Regions from separate parts of the Zea mays genome. Here region 2 is linked to region 1. Evidence: chromatin contacts called from public Hi-C data. All regions are on one chromosome and are shown on one strand. The core of a region is the stretch at or near the end of the contact, and the rest is flanking DNA. Distances in the headings are between cores, read along the strand shown. Region 1 holds the start of LOC100101540. Region 2 holds the start of LOC103625998.

Region 1 (4,014 bases), core at 811-3,310:
GTTGTATGCAATCAAACGACGATCTCCACCACCAAGTCCACGCGGAAATTCATCAATCATATCCATAAAATCGTTATAAAAACTTCGTCGGGTTGGTCAAATTAAGATGAACACTAGACATTCTTAATACTATTTTGACAGTAACTACCGTGTGAAGTAGAACGATTGTATACACCCAACTCGGATCCTCTGTCTTTCCCGCCCTAAAAGATGTGTAGTGTAAGGCCGTCTGCAACAGTCTACTCATAGTTTAACTAAAGAGGACATATCTGGTGCACATGGTGCACATATTAAATCAGCACAATCCATCACCATCCATCTTAGATCTAATGTATCTGGTTGATTATTGCAATTTATAAATATCACCTTCCACCACTACATCCCTCCACGTCGGAGGGTGTCCTTAGCAAAATATACCAGACAACTAGAAACGTTAGATTTAAAATGAGTGATGCTGATTTAATATGTGCACCATGTGCACTAAACTTCCATGTGGATCAGATATGTTCTCTTAACTAAAACACTGTTTTTGCATTGTAGACTGAATTGTTTGCAGAATGGAGTTCGAATATGAGTATGTGGATGGATAAGCTGCTGGAGATAGTTTAAGTCCCAGTTGTGATTCTAATCGGTAGGGACAGGTTGTGCAATCGATTAGGAGGAAAAGCAAATAGATCTTATGACCCCCATGGTGTTTTTAGATAGTAGCGGCAAACAAGCTGAGCGATTATACCAACAACGACCTCATGGTTCCAATCTAGTAGGTGTATCGTCTATATACAAATCATCTAGACCAAAAAAAACTGTGCATGACCAAGCTCCAATACCACTATAGAAAAATATTTACGCAACACACTAATATATCGATCATGTTCACCCAAGATGATATACGACTAGATGATCATGAATCGTTACCACTAGACAGATAGTGCAACGGGAGAGTGTGTCGATGTAGTAAAAGTAGTTGTACGTCCTCACACACAAGCAACAACATCATTTCACCCATGCTCTTCAAGTTTGTTGTCGATCAACGCCGTAACAGTAATAGTGTCTCAACGACATCCACGCGGGTGGAGATGAAACAATGTGATGCCATCACAATGAGAGAAACGATGACGACGACGACGTCTTGGATGCCCATGGCCCTTGGGAGAGAGGTGGTGGCGACAATCAAATGATTCTCTCTAGCATATAGATCCTTGCTAATGGCTTCCCCCCCACCCCCAAAATCATTAATGTTCTCATATATTACGATTGTCTCTTGAACCTATATTCAACACACAGTTATTGCCTCCTTATGAAACGAAATTGCTCGGTAAAAAATGATCCAAGTTGGTATTAATTATATCTTGCAACTGTAATACACCACACCTTTTCCTTAAGCTTATGAGGAGAGTACATGACATATGAGTTCGTTCACACCAATGGCGATGAAAGAAAACACTGGTACCTTTGGTTGTAGATTTGATATTCTCCTTTAGGCTGACCATAGTCAACAACTGCACACGATACCCTTTAGGATCGAGTTGTGTGTGCAGATGCAGCGATATACTTTACATAGTACTCTAAATTTAGAGTGGGCAAGAGAAACCTTCATTTGTAGAGTATATACTCTCATACTTCACTGTGCTCTTATGTTAGGTGAGGAGATGGGCAGTGGGGCCAGCGGTAAGAGTGTTTGATATATGTATTGATAAAAAATGTGATATTTTTAATTGGGTTAAGATATAGAGTGATTATGGATGTGTGAGTTTGGTTACTGTATTTTAAAATGTTGATGAGAAGGATAGAATATTATTTTTAGAGTAGGAATTTAGAATATAATAAGTGCAGATAGCCTTAACAACTCACTGCTACACCATCGGTGGTACTCGCTGACAACTCACTGGCATAAACCAAATATTGTACAGCATTGTATTGAGCTAAAAAAACTCTCGGAACTCATGCAAAGACAAAAGAATGGATGAAAGGACCGGAGATATTTAAGCCGCCCAGCGCCCACCCACACCCCTGCCTCCCAGGCTCCCACTAGAAAAGCACACCCACCTTCTCTCTCTTCACCAGCCTGTCCCCAACAATGCACACCAACATCCACTCTCTCGTCAGGCTCCTCTCCCCCAAAAATGAGCGCTGAGTTCTGCGCTGCTGCCGGTGTCGTGGCCATGGAGCTCGGAGTCGGAGATGTGCTGGGGCTGCAGCAAGGCATCGCAATCACCGCGCCATCGCCCAGGGACAGCGACCTGGGTCTTCTCAAGCGAGCAGGCCTCACCCAGGCTGCGGCTGCTGCCCCCTACCCCTCCCCCTTCCTTGACGAGGAGAAGATGCTCAGGTTCTCCAAGGCGGCTCACACATTGCACTCAGGTTTGGATGCCTCCTCAGTCCTCATCAACACATCTTCCCTCATGCATCTTCATTCTTCCTTCCCAGTTCCCATCCATACGGAGATATCACGCCGCATGTGCATGTTCTTGGATGGATATGTTCTCTGCAAAACATGTTAGACAGGGGTAGTAAGACGGTCTCTAGCGGTAGTGTAAAATAGGGACGCGAAATTTAAAATAGGGGATGAGACAGAGTATCCTCTCTCCTAATCACCATTCTCATCTCCTATGCCAAACTTCAATCTACAAATATTGTTTAACAGTGTCACGCACAGTTCTACGTTTAAACGATTCACCGCGGCCAGTCTCTGTACACTGAGAATGGCCTAATAATATTCAAAAAGAAAAGCAAAAGTCAAAAGGAGAACAGCGGTGCAGCGTTCATTGAACTTGATGAGCGCTCATGAGTGCTACCTTATATGGAGGGGCCTAGCCTAGCAGCAATAGGGATTTGCAAAGCACTAGAGCTCTCCCTGGGTCCTGGGGTCTGGGCCCTGGGCCCCTCCCTCACCGCCAAGGCTGCCTGTAAACATTTCATCTGCTTTTTTTTTTACCTTCACACTTTTGTCTCTGGAGATAAGGTTGCTGTTTGCTTCAGCATTTCAGATTTGGTCAGACTAAAATATTCTCCTTGTTTCACCGTCATCTAGGCTTGGATTTTGGAGGCCCAGGTGAGCAGGCTTTCCTGCTGTCCAGGACCAAGATGCCATTTACTCCCTCGCAGTGGATGGAGCTGGAGCACCAGGCTCTGATATACAAGTACCTCAATGCAAAGGCCCCCCCATACCTTCCAGCCTGCTCATTTCAATCAGCAAGAGCTTCAGATCATCCAATAGAGGTACTGAACCAGAAAACTAAGGTTTTCTACTTCAAAACTACTGGCACTTGCAACCAACCAAGATAGAAGAGAAATATTACTTTGCAAAGGTGCAGCGTTACATGGTAAACAAAAAATGCTGGCAGTGGCAGCTCTGTAGTATTTGAAACTGCAACTCATTAGGTTCAATGTATGAATGCCATGGAATTTCAAAGATATTACACCAAAAAGGAACCACCATTTTGTACCTAAACACTCGTATGCCATAAAGGATAACCACAGTAATGCTTTGAATATAGATGCCAGAGCTTGACAGACTTCTCTAACGCAGTGAGCTGGAGGCCTCTGTATCAAGGCTACACAAATGCAGACTCTGACCCAGAACCTGGGAGATGCCGACGAACGGATGGAAAGAAGTGGCGGTGCTCCAAGGAAGCAATGGCTGATCACAAGTACTGTGAGCGGCACATCAACAGAAACCGTCACCGTTCAAGAAAGCCTGTGGAAAATCAACCTAAGAAGACCACCAAGGAGGTGCCTGCTGCTGCTGGCTCATTGCCATGTGCTGGGCCACAAGGTAGCTTGAAGAAGGCAAAAGTTAATGACTCCAAGCCAGGCACTGTCAGCTATTGGGCAGATAGTTTAAACAGGTAAATACTATATTCTTACACCAGAGTCATCTCCTTATATAAGGCACCCTATTTTAGCATGATATCTGAATAATAAAATCCCAATTTAATACTTGTGCATCCTATTAAGAGCATGCATCCTGGAATAATGTTAGTATGTTGAGGTTCTAGTTAATATTAATTTTTA
Region 2 (4,293 bases), core at 1,029-3,528, 260 kb before region 1:
CTGGCTGATCCTCCTTGCCATCAGCATGATCCTCAGAATCCTCAGTCTGAACATCTTGCTGCAAGGATACCTCGTCAATGCCCTTTGCCTGTTCAGGCTCGGGAGTGGATTGAGAAGGAATATCTGAATTCTGAATGAAGGCTGCCGTCTCTTCTCCACTACTACCACCAGACACTTCCTCGGCCATCTCATCATCGAACTCCTCTACTACTGCATCAACATTCACCTCCTCCATGGCACTTGGTACCTCAGATAAATCTTCCTGTTCCATTTCAATATCATCAATAGGTTCTGCATCAGGGTCATCACAGGTTACCGGATCCTCCACATCAGGCCCAGCAATCATCTCAGTATCATTTTCTGAAACAACATCATGAGTCCCCAACTCCAAACTTGTTGGGCTTGTCTGAGCAGCACTGTAGTAGAAACCAACAGCGTAATCTGCATCTACTTCTGCAGCAGCAGCAGTAACATTGGCAGCCAAGTGCGGACCAAGGACAGGTCGTTCTTGGTAAGATGCAATAGCCTCCCAGTAGGACGTGACGAAGTCCAACGAACTGCTAGACCATTGCTTCAGCCTAGCAGCCAACTCCACAGGATGCAATTCTTGAACTGAAAGTAAGACTGACACCTTTGACATGGAGGTGTTCAGCATGACCGGATAACCCGGCGGCGGTGGAACACAGACAAACGCTGCAGCCATCAACAGAACCAGAGCAAGAGGGGCAAGCAGGAACCTCACTGGTGACCTCTTCTTCTTGGGACGAGCTCGCGCGGGGCTCACTGCACGTTCCCGCTCAGGTATCAAGACGCCACCAGCTCGCGGAGACTCCTTCGGCTCCGGTGTCAGGACCCGAGCTAGTGGCGAATCCAGCGCGGGCTGCGGCAGCAGGAGGCGATCCAGGGCCGGAGCAGTAGACTGAGCTCTGGCCTCCGGTGGAGGGGCCATAGCCGAGGTCTCCTCCTCCGAGGAGTCATCTGGCTGCCCTTCTCCGGATACTTCCTCCTCCGTGGTGGTCGCAGTGTCGACCTCCTCGCTGCTGCTCTGGGAAGCGAACATGTCCTCGAGCCCCCGCACGCTCCCGCCGCCATGACGGTAAATCTCGAGGCGGCGGTTGGGCTGGTAGCGGAGGTACCGAGGCCTCGGGGAGAGGTAGTTCGTCTTGGGATCGTACGGGGCTGCCACGACCTCCGCGTCCGCCAAAGCCACGTCGTGGTGGCTCTCGGAGACGGCGGGATTCTCAACCATCACGGCGGCCTCGTCACCTCCGAACGACGGGGCGCCGCGCGAAACGACAGGCCCAGCCGCGGAAGGAAGGGCAGAGGCGCCGTCCAGTGAGAGCCGCAGACGCCTCGGCACGCCCAGAGCCTCTTCTGGCAGCAGCGGATGCGCAGCCCTGGGCTTACTGCTGTGCGCAAGGTCCACTGGCGACGAAGGGACGGCATCGTTGTTGCGCTCGCCGAATACCTTCTTTCTTGGCGTGAAAGCCGGCGCGACGGCCTTGGAGGAGGCCGAGATAGTGGGCGCCATGAAGCTTTTGGCGCCGCCGCCGCCGCCGCCGCTGGAGCGCACCTTGTGCGTCCTCGCGCTCGCGGCCGGCGCCGCGTCGCGCGGGTCGTTCTCCTTCTCCGCGCCCCAGGTCCGCGGCGAGGCGCGGCCGCTGTTCTTGCAGACGGAGGAGCTCCTCTGCGGCGAATCTGCGAAGTGAATCGCCGAAAAAATATGTAAGGAATCGGCAGACCAAGATTTCTTGAAAAACGGACGTCCAAATCCAAAAGTAAGAATAAGAGATCGAGACACGGAGCTTTATGGGATACGAGAGAAATCGGCAGATCGCGTGGGGACAAGGGAAGTAATCCGGCGATAAAGAGGAAATAAGCCACGAGCCGCGGCAACGGAAGGAAGACGCCTTACCGAGTGGGGACACGGCGGGCCTGAAGGGGCTGGAATCAGCGCTCCTCCTGAGGCCGCAGCACGGCCTCGGCGACGGGCCCGGGGACGAGGATCTGACCGCCGCAATCGACATCCGGCTGGCGGCTGCGTTCGATTTGTGAAGGAAGCGTGATGAGCTGTGTGGACTCGCAACCGGAACTGCAGACGGCGGAGATTTTGGGCGAGGAGAGCTGAGTGAGGAGAGGGGATGGGATGGGCGTATGGCGGATCTGTTTCCCGATGTGTAACGGCTAGCTGGCTCTTTATACTGTTGTGTGTGTGTCTATCCGTCCGTCCTTGTGACCGTTGGGGATTTGTGTCCATGGACGCGCGCCGCTTCTGCTCTGTGCTCTCACTCGCCCGTTAGATGCCCAGCTGCCAGGTGGGCCAGGCGCAGACGCTCAAGCAGTCGACCGTTGCGGCGCTGCCACAGTGCCACTTGCCTGCAGGCCGTAAATACACGCTGGAGAAGAAGATCACGGGAAGATAATCATATTGGCTCCCATTTTTGTTACCAAGTATTAATAAAAGGGAATATATTATGTACAAACTAATTTACTAATATAAACTTTGTAAACAAGACATGAAGTTGGAGGGGATTGATATTTTTTCAAAATATCAATAGACGATAGGAGGGCCATTCTTAAAATATATATTTTTAAAAAGAGCTCATCACCCCATTCTTGTGTCTAGTTAACCAATTTATTAGTGTGAATCGTGCAAACAAGACACGCGATGAAACTAGAGCAACCTTTTTTAAAAAAATGGCACCAAATGTCTAATCCACACACAAACATGACCATACTATACATCACATCACCAGATATCATGCATGCCTGTCACCAGGAGTAAGGTCGCTTTAAGGTATATATGCTCAAGCAATTTCTACTATGCAATCTATCACAAGAATATTGAAGAAAGTAAAACACTATCAATTTATTATAGGCGTGTTTGCCATAACTCTTGCTCCACTAAGGAAGAACTCTACTCCAAAACTCTAGTTGGAGCAGCGTTGCTCTAAAGTTTCGATTGCTTTCTCATAATTCATGCCTAGGTTGCTTTTTAGAGTTTTTAGAGCAGCAAAAAGAGGTACTCCAAAAAATTGTACTGCAGTTCCGAAAACTCCATAGAGTTTACAACTCCGGAGTTAGGGTGTTTGGCCGACCCTGGTCAGCTCCTCCTTGGAGTTTTGCTCTGGAGCTATACCAAACACGCGCTATATGTCTAATGAGATTCTATGAAGTTGGGTGGGACGTGGGCACGTGGCGCTTTCATTTAGGTCATAGTCCAAATCAATGTATTCAAGGTCATCTTCATCCTATGAGGTCATTTTTTGGGGCTATTGCACGTGCAACCAATATCATAATAAGCTATAAATTATCACAAAAACCAAATATACCGGAAAAATACAAATGCACTAACATTGCTGTGAAATTATACCTTATCATATTTTCATAGCAAAGACACCATGGTAGCAAAGGTGCCCATAGAAGCATTGCTTGAGCAGCAGGAAGTGACCCCTAACACTGTAGAGTATGTCTACCAGATCATGACATTATGAGCTCAATACATAAGAATTTTTATAGAGGATTAGACCGCAGAGTGCGTAACACCATTCGTTCTCTTACTTATGGTGGATTGTTGTATAAAGGTGTGTACAAGATTGCATATCCCAAGCCAAGAGAAGTGTAGACTACGGTAAGCTAAACTAACTCCTATTATCGTCATGGGCATATTGCTTTCAAGTCTCTTCGCTTCAATTTGGTCATGTGAACCTTAATTTAATGTTACTACCCTTTTATAGTCCAAAAAAGTAGGTGTTACATGAATACACACATGTGGCATTGGCATATCAAATACCCAACTGTTTATGTCGTGCCATGGACTTATACGTGTTCCGATGCAATGATGTGAGAGCACCTAGAGGGGGGGTGAATAGGTGATCCTGTAAAACTTAAACTCTAATGCCACAAAACTTGATTAGGAGATAGCACAATTAAGCCAAGTGGCTAGAGAAGAGAGCTTGCACAACACGATAACCACAAAGAGATCAACACAGAGATGGCACAGTGGTTTATCCCGTGGTTTGGTCAAGTCCAACACTTGCCTACTCCACGTTGTGGCGTCCCAACGGACGAGGGTTGCAATCAACCCCTTTCAAGCGGTCCAAAGACCCACTTGAATACCACGGTGTTTTGCTTTCACTTTACTATATCCCACTTGCGAGGAATCTCCACAACTTGGAGCCTCTCGCCCTTACACTTTGAGGTTCACAAAGAAGCACGGAGTAAGGGAGGGATTAGCAACGCACATAAGACACGAAATCAGAGTATCAACACGCACACAAGTCACAACAAGAG

What was found. Hi-C and Micro-C count contacts between places; a contact is called where the count stands out from the background.
Region 2: a contact with region 1 is called in a Hi-C map of tassel, with 2.3 times the contacts expected there. The contact joins the promoter of LOC103625998 here to the promoter of LOC100101540 in region 1. A contact is called at or near these places in 2 of 25 Hi-C or Micro-C datasets (ear and tassel).

The regions. Positions count from the first base shown.
Region 1 is chr5:14,337,253-14,341,266 of Zm-B73-REFERENCE-NAM-5.0, reverse strand. It overlaps LOC100101540, which reads left to right and starts at 2,060. Exons shown (of 5, transcript NM_001367392.1): 1 at 2,060-2,361; 2 at 3,032-3,162; 3 at 3,165-3,219; 4 at 3,530-3,848. The coding sequence starts at 2,124. LOC103625992 (a long non-coding RNA gene) reads right to left here. Exons shown (of 2, transcript XR_552652.4): 2 at 1,848-4,014.
Region 2 is chr5:14,597,474-14,601,766 of Zm-B73-REFERENCE-NAM-5.0, reverse strand. It overlaps LOC103625998, which reads right to left and starts at 2,278. Exons shown (of 3, transcript XM_008646387.4): 1 at 1,916-2,278; 2 at 1-1,698. The coding sequence starts at 2,027.